Regions from separate parts of the Rattus norvegicus genome. Here region 2 is linked to region 1. The links are chromatin contacts, called in public HiChIP or PLAC-seq maps. All regions are on one chromosome and are shown on one strand. The core of a region is the stretch at or near the end of the contact, and the rest is flanking DNA. Distances in the headings are between cores, read along the strand shown.

Region 1 (3,395 bases), core at 316-2,815:
GCATGTGTCGCCCATTGGAAAACAAGGTCTGTGGGGCCGTGGGGTTCAGAGAACAGCCAGCACTGGTCTGAGATTCCTGACTGGGTATTTCTAACAAGGAGGTCATCTCAGAAATAAAAGAAGTGTTGCCGTTTGGAGGGATGCTCAGCTCCCGGTTGCTGCAGGGTGTGGAGGGTTCTGGTAAATCCTCCAGACGAAGGGGGTGGACACAGGGGTCAGAGCTCACATTCTGGTTCATTTACTGATAACTAATCTGCCAATAGATTAGGGGAGAATGTCTGCTATGACCCCCTGGGGTGGCATCCTGGGAGAGGGACTGTGGGCAGCTGCCTGGGGGTGTCATGGGAACCCAGGACTGGATTCTAGCCAGTCTGCAGGGAGGGGTGCTTGGCTAGAGCAGGAGTAACAGTCGGTAGAGCTGCCCAGCTCTTGAGTGGACACGGGATTGCATGAGGGCTCTGGGGGCAGGGCCCTGCTCAGCTCTCTGGGAAAGATAAGAGCGATCAGTGAGCCAGTGAAGTGTTTGCATGGCCCACTTGCCTTTTTTTTTTTTTTTTTTTTTTTTTTTTTTTTTTTTTTTGACAGTGTAAAGTCCCTCGAGTCACACACAGCCAGACTGGGCAGAAGCACTGAGCCAAGACCTCAGGTATCTGGCTCCCATAGGCCTCATCAGACCTTGTGGAGTTTGAAAATGAGACAAGGCTCCCTGCTTTGGGAGGGTAGATACAGAGGCCATCAGTCACAGGGTGGTGTTGGTTGCTGTCACAGAAGTTCTGCCAGGCAGGACCTATAGCTCGCCAGCACGATAGGGTGACCAGGCTGATCCTCCAGGGACCAGCTGTCAGTGTGACACTCTCCAGATGGAATGTGTCCCCAAGATGGGTGTGCTGTGCTAGGGCATCTTTAGGCTAGAGTTCAGGCAGCCCTGGGGCAGGGCAGGCTCCCCTACTTTGTATCCTCAGCTCTTCTTGTTATTCTGAGGCTGGGTAAGTTTCTTCCAAACCTATGTGTTCTTGGGGGAAGCGTGGCTATCATTCCTGAGAAGGATGCGGGCCACTGGTTGGTTTGATAAATACAGCAGCATGTCCTCCTTTTCTAGGGTGCAATCCCTGTGTCTTCCATCACATAAACTCTGCCCCATCCTTCACTGAAAGGTCTCTTCACACGTATTTGTCTTCCCAGAATACTGTCGGGGCTCTGCATCTAAGCATTTAGCGTTCTTTGCCCAGGGTTCAGCTCAGGTGCCGGTTCACTGTGAAGATGCCCTAACACCTGGACCCCCACCGAGGTCAACCCTCTGAGCCCCTGAGCACAGCATTATTGGAGAAGCGTGCTGGTAGACAGTCCTGAGCTCCGCATTGCTTCGAGGGGTCGAGTGTGCGACCCTGGCCTCGCCCGCTCCGCCCCAGCTGGGCTCCCACGCCCTCCGGGACCGCCCGGCGCCCCCGCCTGACCACGCCTCTTCGGATCCCCCGCCCCTTGGCCGCCGGGGAAGGGGAGTGTTCGGGGCGTGGCGGGAGCAGCCCCCCCCCCCCCGCTGCTGCGCGCCGGGCAGCCCCAGTTCAGTGAGCTGTGGCAGCGGGGGTGGCGGGAGCAGCTGGCGCCGTGCGGTCCGCTCCGGCGAGGGGACTCACCGGTGGGGTGGGCGGCCGGCCACTGGGACAGAGGAGAGCCTGGAAGAGCCGGCCGAGAGCCGAAGCCGGAGCCGCGAGTGGTGAGCTGGGCTCTAGCGGCGGCCGCCAGGTTGGTGTGAAGGACTCCGCTGGCGCTCGGAGGGGCCGGGCGGGCTCAGAAGCAGTCAGGGGGTGCGATGGGGTGGAAGTGGAGCAGTCTGTAAGTGCGGGGAGGCCAGGCAAGGCTCGGGCTTCCCGCTCTGGAAAGTTTGCGGCTACTGCGGCCGTCCTGGGAGGGCTCTGCGGCAACCAGGGAGGGAAGGAGGAGGGAGGAACCGCGGCTGGGAGGAGGCGGCCGGCGCCAGGCAGCCCGGGAGAGCTAGGAGTCGGCGGGCGGGCGGGCCGGGCTGCCGGGGTCCCGGCTCAGGAGCGAGGCCGCGCTTCCCCGCTGCCCTCCGGAGTAACTCAGTGTTCTTCTCCTGTAGTCTCCGCAGCGGCGCCGGAGCCGGGTGTGGGGGGTTGCAGCATGCCCGCGCGCATCGCTTGAGGACGCCACGGCCCCAGCTCCGGAGCCATGGTAGTCCCGGCCTGCGTGCTAGTGTTCTGCGTGGCGGTCGTGGCTGGAGTTACTTCCGAGCCTCCCGGTCCAGAGCAGCGAGTTGGTCGGAGAGCGGCAGGTAAGGACGGACCCAAGCTGTTTTTCCGGTAACCGGCCCTGGACTCTAGGGGTTTTGGCATCAGCGAACAGCCCTTGGGTGAGGAAGGGGCATTGGGTTGAGTAGCACCACAGGGGCCAGTGCGCCTGGGTTTTGTTCCCCGGCCTGCAGATAGCTGTCAGCTCGGACGCGGCAGTTTATGGGGGTGTCTGTAGGCTGAGAGCCACCACCCAAGTGCGAGGCGTCACGGGGAGCGGTGCGCCGTGGCGGTGGTCCCAGGCCGAGGTGCGTCGGGAAGGCGCGCAAGCTGACTTCCCACGATGCCTATTGTTGCTTCTCGGATTTGAGAGGACGAAAAGTGCCTGGTTATTGGTTCCGCCATCCTCCCGGAATAGTTCTTGCTCTGCTTCTGCTAAAGGAAGGCTCGACATTGCGGAGTGGATAGTAGTATCTCAGCCAAAGCTCAGCTCTCAGTGTCTCGCATGACAAGGTGACAGCTTCAGAGCCGCCGCTCCCCTCTTATCCCGTACGCTGCCTGAGGGGTCGGTTCCCAGGGGCGCGCACGGACCGCCCTGCAGGCCGCACGCTGGGAGATGAGGGGCGGTTGTCCCAAGATCTTGGCACCGCCTAGATAGTCCTCTGGCCGCCAAAGTCCGATGGGACACTGAGTGCCCTCAAACGGGGCTGGAGGCCAAGGATACGAAAAGGAGCCACGGTCCGCTCTGCGTCCCGCGGCTGCCCGGAGGTGCGACGCGCGCGGCCCCCGGCTGTGCCCGGTGGCAGCGTGGCAAAGCAGAGCAGCGGTCTGGCGGGAGGCCGCGCGAAGGGAGGCTTTCGCTCGGTAAGCTGTTGCCCCACCCGAGCTGAGGCCCGAACAGCCGCTCCTTTGTACCTCGGCGGCCACAGACCGCGCATTGATGGCGGCGTTGCCTCTCGGGGAGGTGCGAGTGCGGCGGGCGCAGCGGGAGGAGGCAGATGGCGGTGTGCCCCTCCCGCGCCCCCGCGCCCCTCTCTCCAGCGGCTGGAGCCTCCTGGAACAATGTCATTTTTTTTCCTTTCTTTCTTTCTTTCTTTCTTTCTTTCTTTCTTTCTTTCTTTCTTTCTTTCTTTCTTTCTTTCTTTCTTT
Region 2 (3,522 bases), core at 703-3,202, 46 kb before region 1:
GTTAGCTCCTAGAAGAACTGGCTGTACAAAGCCCAGCACGCCTGAGGCTAAAGAAAGCAATTAACGGGCTGGAGAGATGGCTCAGCAGTTAAGAGCACAGACTTCCAGAGGTCCTGAAAACCATCTGTGATATGATCTTGGCACCCTCTTCTGGTGTACAGGCATATATGCAGACAGAACACTATACATAAGGAAGCAAGCAAGAAAGCCATTACCACTAGACCTTTCAGCCATCTTGGCTCCTTGGCTGTGGGAGCCTTTTATGAGCCTGATCTCTACCCACCAGGGAATGAAAAAATAGGAGATGGTGTGCTCAACTATCCAGTTTTCAGGCATCTAGTCAGCCACATAGCTTGGGAGAGAGGTACCCAATCCCTGATACCTTCCAACTGTATACATCAAAAGTCAGACTCAAGTTTTCACTTAAAACCAAAAGCTAAGTAGCCAGAGCTTGATGAGTTTGGTGCTGACCTGGCAGCCTGTATCCTGGGTACTGGGTACCACAAGGATGTAGAGGTGGCTACATCTGTGGCTGCTAAGGCACACGGTTTAGAGTGGAGACTCCACGAAGCAAGGAGCTACATGAAAAGAAAGTGCTGTCTCAGGATGGCAGCAACAGGTCCCACTAGTTTCCAGCTTTCTACCACCCTGCAGATACTGAAGGGCAGCTGTGGACATGCCCACAGCAGGACACACACTTAATAAAAGCTCAGTGTATAAAACTGAGCTGAGTAGACCTCTCAAGTCAAACTACAATCAGAACTAGTGCCTCAGAAGAAAGACCCCATTGTATGCTACCCTGCATGTATTCTGTAGTACAAGAGTGGGGCTGGGGACACAGTCTGTGGTGAGGATCCTGGACAGGCCCAGAAGCCCCATAGATCCATAGAGCTTGTCCAAAATTCAGCTGTGACCTAGTCAGCCCTGCCAAAACAGCAAGAAGGCTGAGGAGATCTGCATGTCTGGACGGACTCAAGCACAGCATACAGGCCTACAGCTAAACCTGAGGCAGTGTTTCAATAGGGAATGGATGGGTCTCAACCAGAGAGAGGCCCAGTGGATCTACCACTCCAGAAGTAACCACCCCTTAACCAGGCCCGTGGTCACAGGACCTGCTGTGGAGACAACCTGGTCTGCAGCTGGAGGTCCTTAGGTAGTAACCACCAGGAGTTAAAGCCAATCATGAGCCACAAGACATGAAGGATGATACTGTGCAGAGTAGGATTGAGGCCAAGAATCTGGGTTAGCTGTTATGGAGGTGAATGGGAGCCTTTGGAGAACAGACTCAAGACCAGTAGCCTGGGCTTCCAGGAGGCCCCTGTTAAACCTGTTTGGAGGAACAGTGTCTTCCTAAAGCAGAACTAGACCAGGCTTTACTGAGATAAGTTGATCAGCCTTTTGGGGGCAGATATCCCAGAGCCTTTCACCTCTCTGCTCAGCCAAAGTCTCCCACTACCCTGCGCTTACAGATCCATGGGACCTCCTGACCTTTGTCTTAACAGGACCATGCCACAACTCCCCTACACAGAGATGGGGCAGGCACACTTCCACCCAGGGGTTAACTGCTGAGCATGGCAGTGTTAGCCAGGCTCACAAGGGAGCTGAGGCCCAGAGATACAACCCTCACTGGATGGAAAAGTCACCAGATGAGGCCATGGCCGCACTTGGGTTTAAGGGTCCAGCAGGAGCTGGCCAGCTACACACAAGCAAGGCAGCAGTATGGTTGCAGGAGTTTCCTGTTACTTGACCCCATTATGGGGTATCACTAATGTCCCCAAAAGCCTTAAGTGTCTACAGAGGTAGAGGCCTCCTCACTGGCTCTGCCTGGCTTCTCCAGTCCCTCCCAGAACTGCCCTATCCCCTGGTGGGGCCTCTTCCAGCCAAGGCAGAGTCTGTCCAGAGAAAGTCCTGTAAGGCAGCTGGATGCATTAGGGTAGCCAGTCTGGCCTAGGGCCATGCTGAGGACACCGGCCGCCCAGCAGCAGCCTGGGCCGAGCCACTCCAGGACAAAGGAGCCTTGTATGGCTGAATGGGCATTTATCCTGGGGGCTGAAGGGGGCCCTGGCACTGGTCCTCCAAGAGTAAACATGACCCTAGCTGGGCACATAGCAGCAGGGCCAGACTTCCGTAGCCCTGTGTCCCTTGATATTGGACAGTGGGTGCTTATGGGCCTCCTGCCAAGGCAGAACAGGGAATGCCCTGAGGCAACTGGAAGGAGAGGGGTTATCAAGGTACACAGTACCACAGCATTAAACTTCACTGTTGAACATTAAGTGAAGATTAAAAATTTATACACTGAAGCCCAAGTCCCCAACAGGTTGGTCTGAAGAGGTAAGACCCTAGAAATTAGTGTCTGTAAGGTCATGAGAATAAAAACATGATACAAAGAGAGTTAGCCTGGGGTTGGGGATTTAGCTCAGTGGTAGAGCGCTTGCCTAGCAAGTGCAAGGCCCTGGGTTCGGTCCCCAGCTCCGAAAAAAAGAAAAGAAAAAAAAAACTTAAAAAAAAAAAAAGAGAGAGTTAGCCTGGCATGGTGGTGCACACCTTTAATCTCAGTACTTGGGAGGCAGAGGCAGGTGGATCTCTTGAGTTTGAGGCCAGCCTGGTCTACAGAGTGAGTTACAGAGCAGTCGGGGCTACAAAATGAGAACTTGGCTCAAACCACTGTGCCCTATGCCCCAAAAAGGAGAGTTGAGCTCTCCTTTTGACCTACATGACCATGGGCAGTACATGTCATGGAAACTGCTTTCCCAGACACTGGATGAGCTGTACCTAGCCTCCAGTCTCAGGGATTGCTATTCTGTTTAAGTCCCCTCCCCAGCCCATGATGACTTTATTTTCACAGGCCTAGTAAAATAAACTCACCAGTGGTCACTGGCCAGACTAGTAGTTCCTGGGATCTTGAGCCGGACCAAAGGAAGCCCACTCACTTCTGAGGTTCCAAGGCCACATAAGAAGGAGTAGAGCCCAAGCTGCCTCCCTGGGCCAGACAAGACCCTTTAGAGTAGGCTAAGTGGACCCTCAAGTGGATCTCCAAGCCAACCATCATCACTCAGGAGGTACATCTACAGCCCCTGGCTCACTCCAGAAATGCCTCCTCCTGGACCAGGTGTTGCACTTAGTCCAAGATGAACCCCAAACACTCCTGACACCTCAGAATTCTGACCAGTGAAGCTCCAGCCTCTGGAAGGCTTTCAGTGGTGTTTGAACTAGTAGAACCTTAACATCGAAACCTGAACCCCAAACTCCCTCTTCTGAATCCTTCTCTGGCTGAGATAGGCTGAATCTTGTCCCTTGTCTTTCCGGAGAAGGCCTCAGAGAGGCAGGGCATATAAGATGGTCACCCAGGAAAGAGGAACACACTGGGAATGCAGACCCACCTCTTCATCTGAGATGGATTCTGCCTTTCTGGGTCTGCTCAAAGATAGATCACAGCCTTAAGCTATGTCCAAGGAGTACAGGGAATCCCCATGATGGCCCTATGTGTGTAGAGACAGGGATATCTGTACTGATACTAGTCCA

The links. HiChIP or PLAC-seq counts read pairs in DNA pulled down with a chosen protein or histone mark.
Region 2: a contact with region 1 is called in an H3K27ac HiChIP or PLAC-seq map of oligodendrocytes, with 5 times the contacts expected there. The contact joins the enhancer-like site here to the promoter of Fgfr3 in region 1. A contact is called at or near these places in 11 of 12 Hi-C or Micro-C datasets (the A7r5 cell line, the Rat2 cell line, Schwann cells and 6 more) and 1 of 1 datasets of contacts at active chromatin or transcription factors (oligodendrocytes).

The regions. Positions count from the first base shown.
Region 1 is chr14:81,225,379-81,228,773 of GRCr8, reverse strand. It overlaps Fgfr3 (fibroblast growth factor receptor 3), which reads left to right and starts at 1,565. Exons shown (of 18, transcript NM_053429.2): 1 at 1,565-1,743; 2 at 2,099-2,290. The coding sequence starts at 2,188.
Region 2 is chr14:81,271,656-81,275,177 of GRCr8, reverse strand. No RefSeq gene overlaps it. Among named protein-coding and RNA genes, the nearest start is that of Tacc3, 16 kb to the left of the region's middle. Within about 2 kb of position 1,952, at least 29 of the 93 cell types and tissues checked have an H3K27ac peak or open chromatin away from gene starts, as enhancers often do. A contact at or near this core is called in Schwann cells and prefrontal cortex, where this site is marked.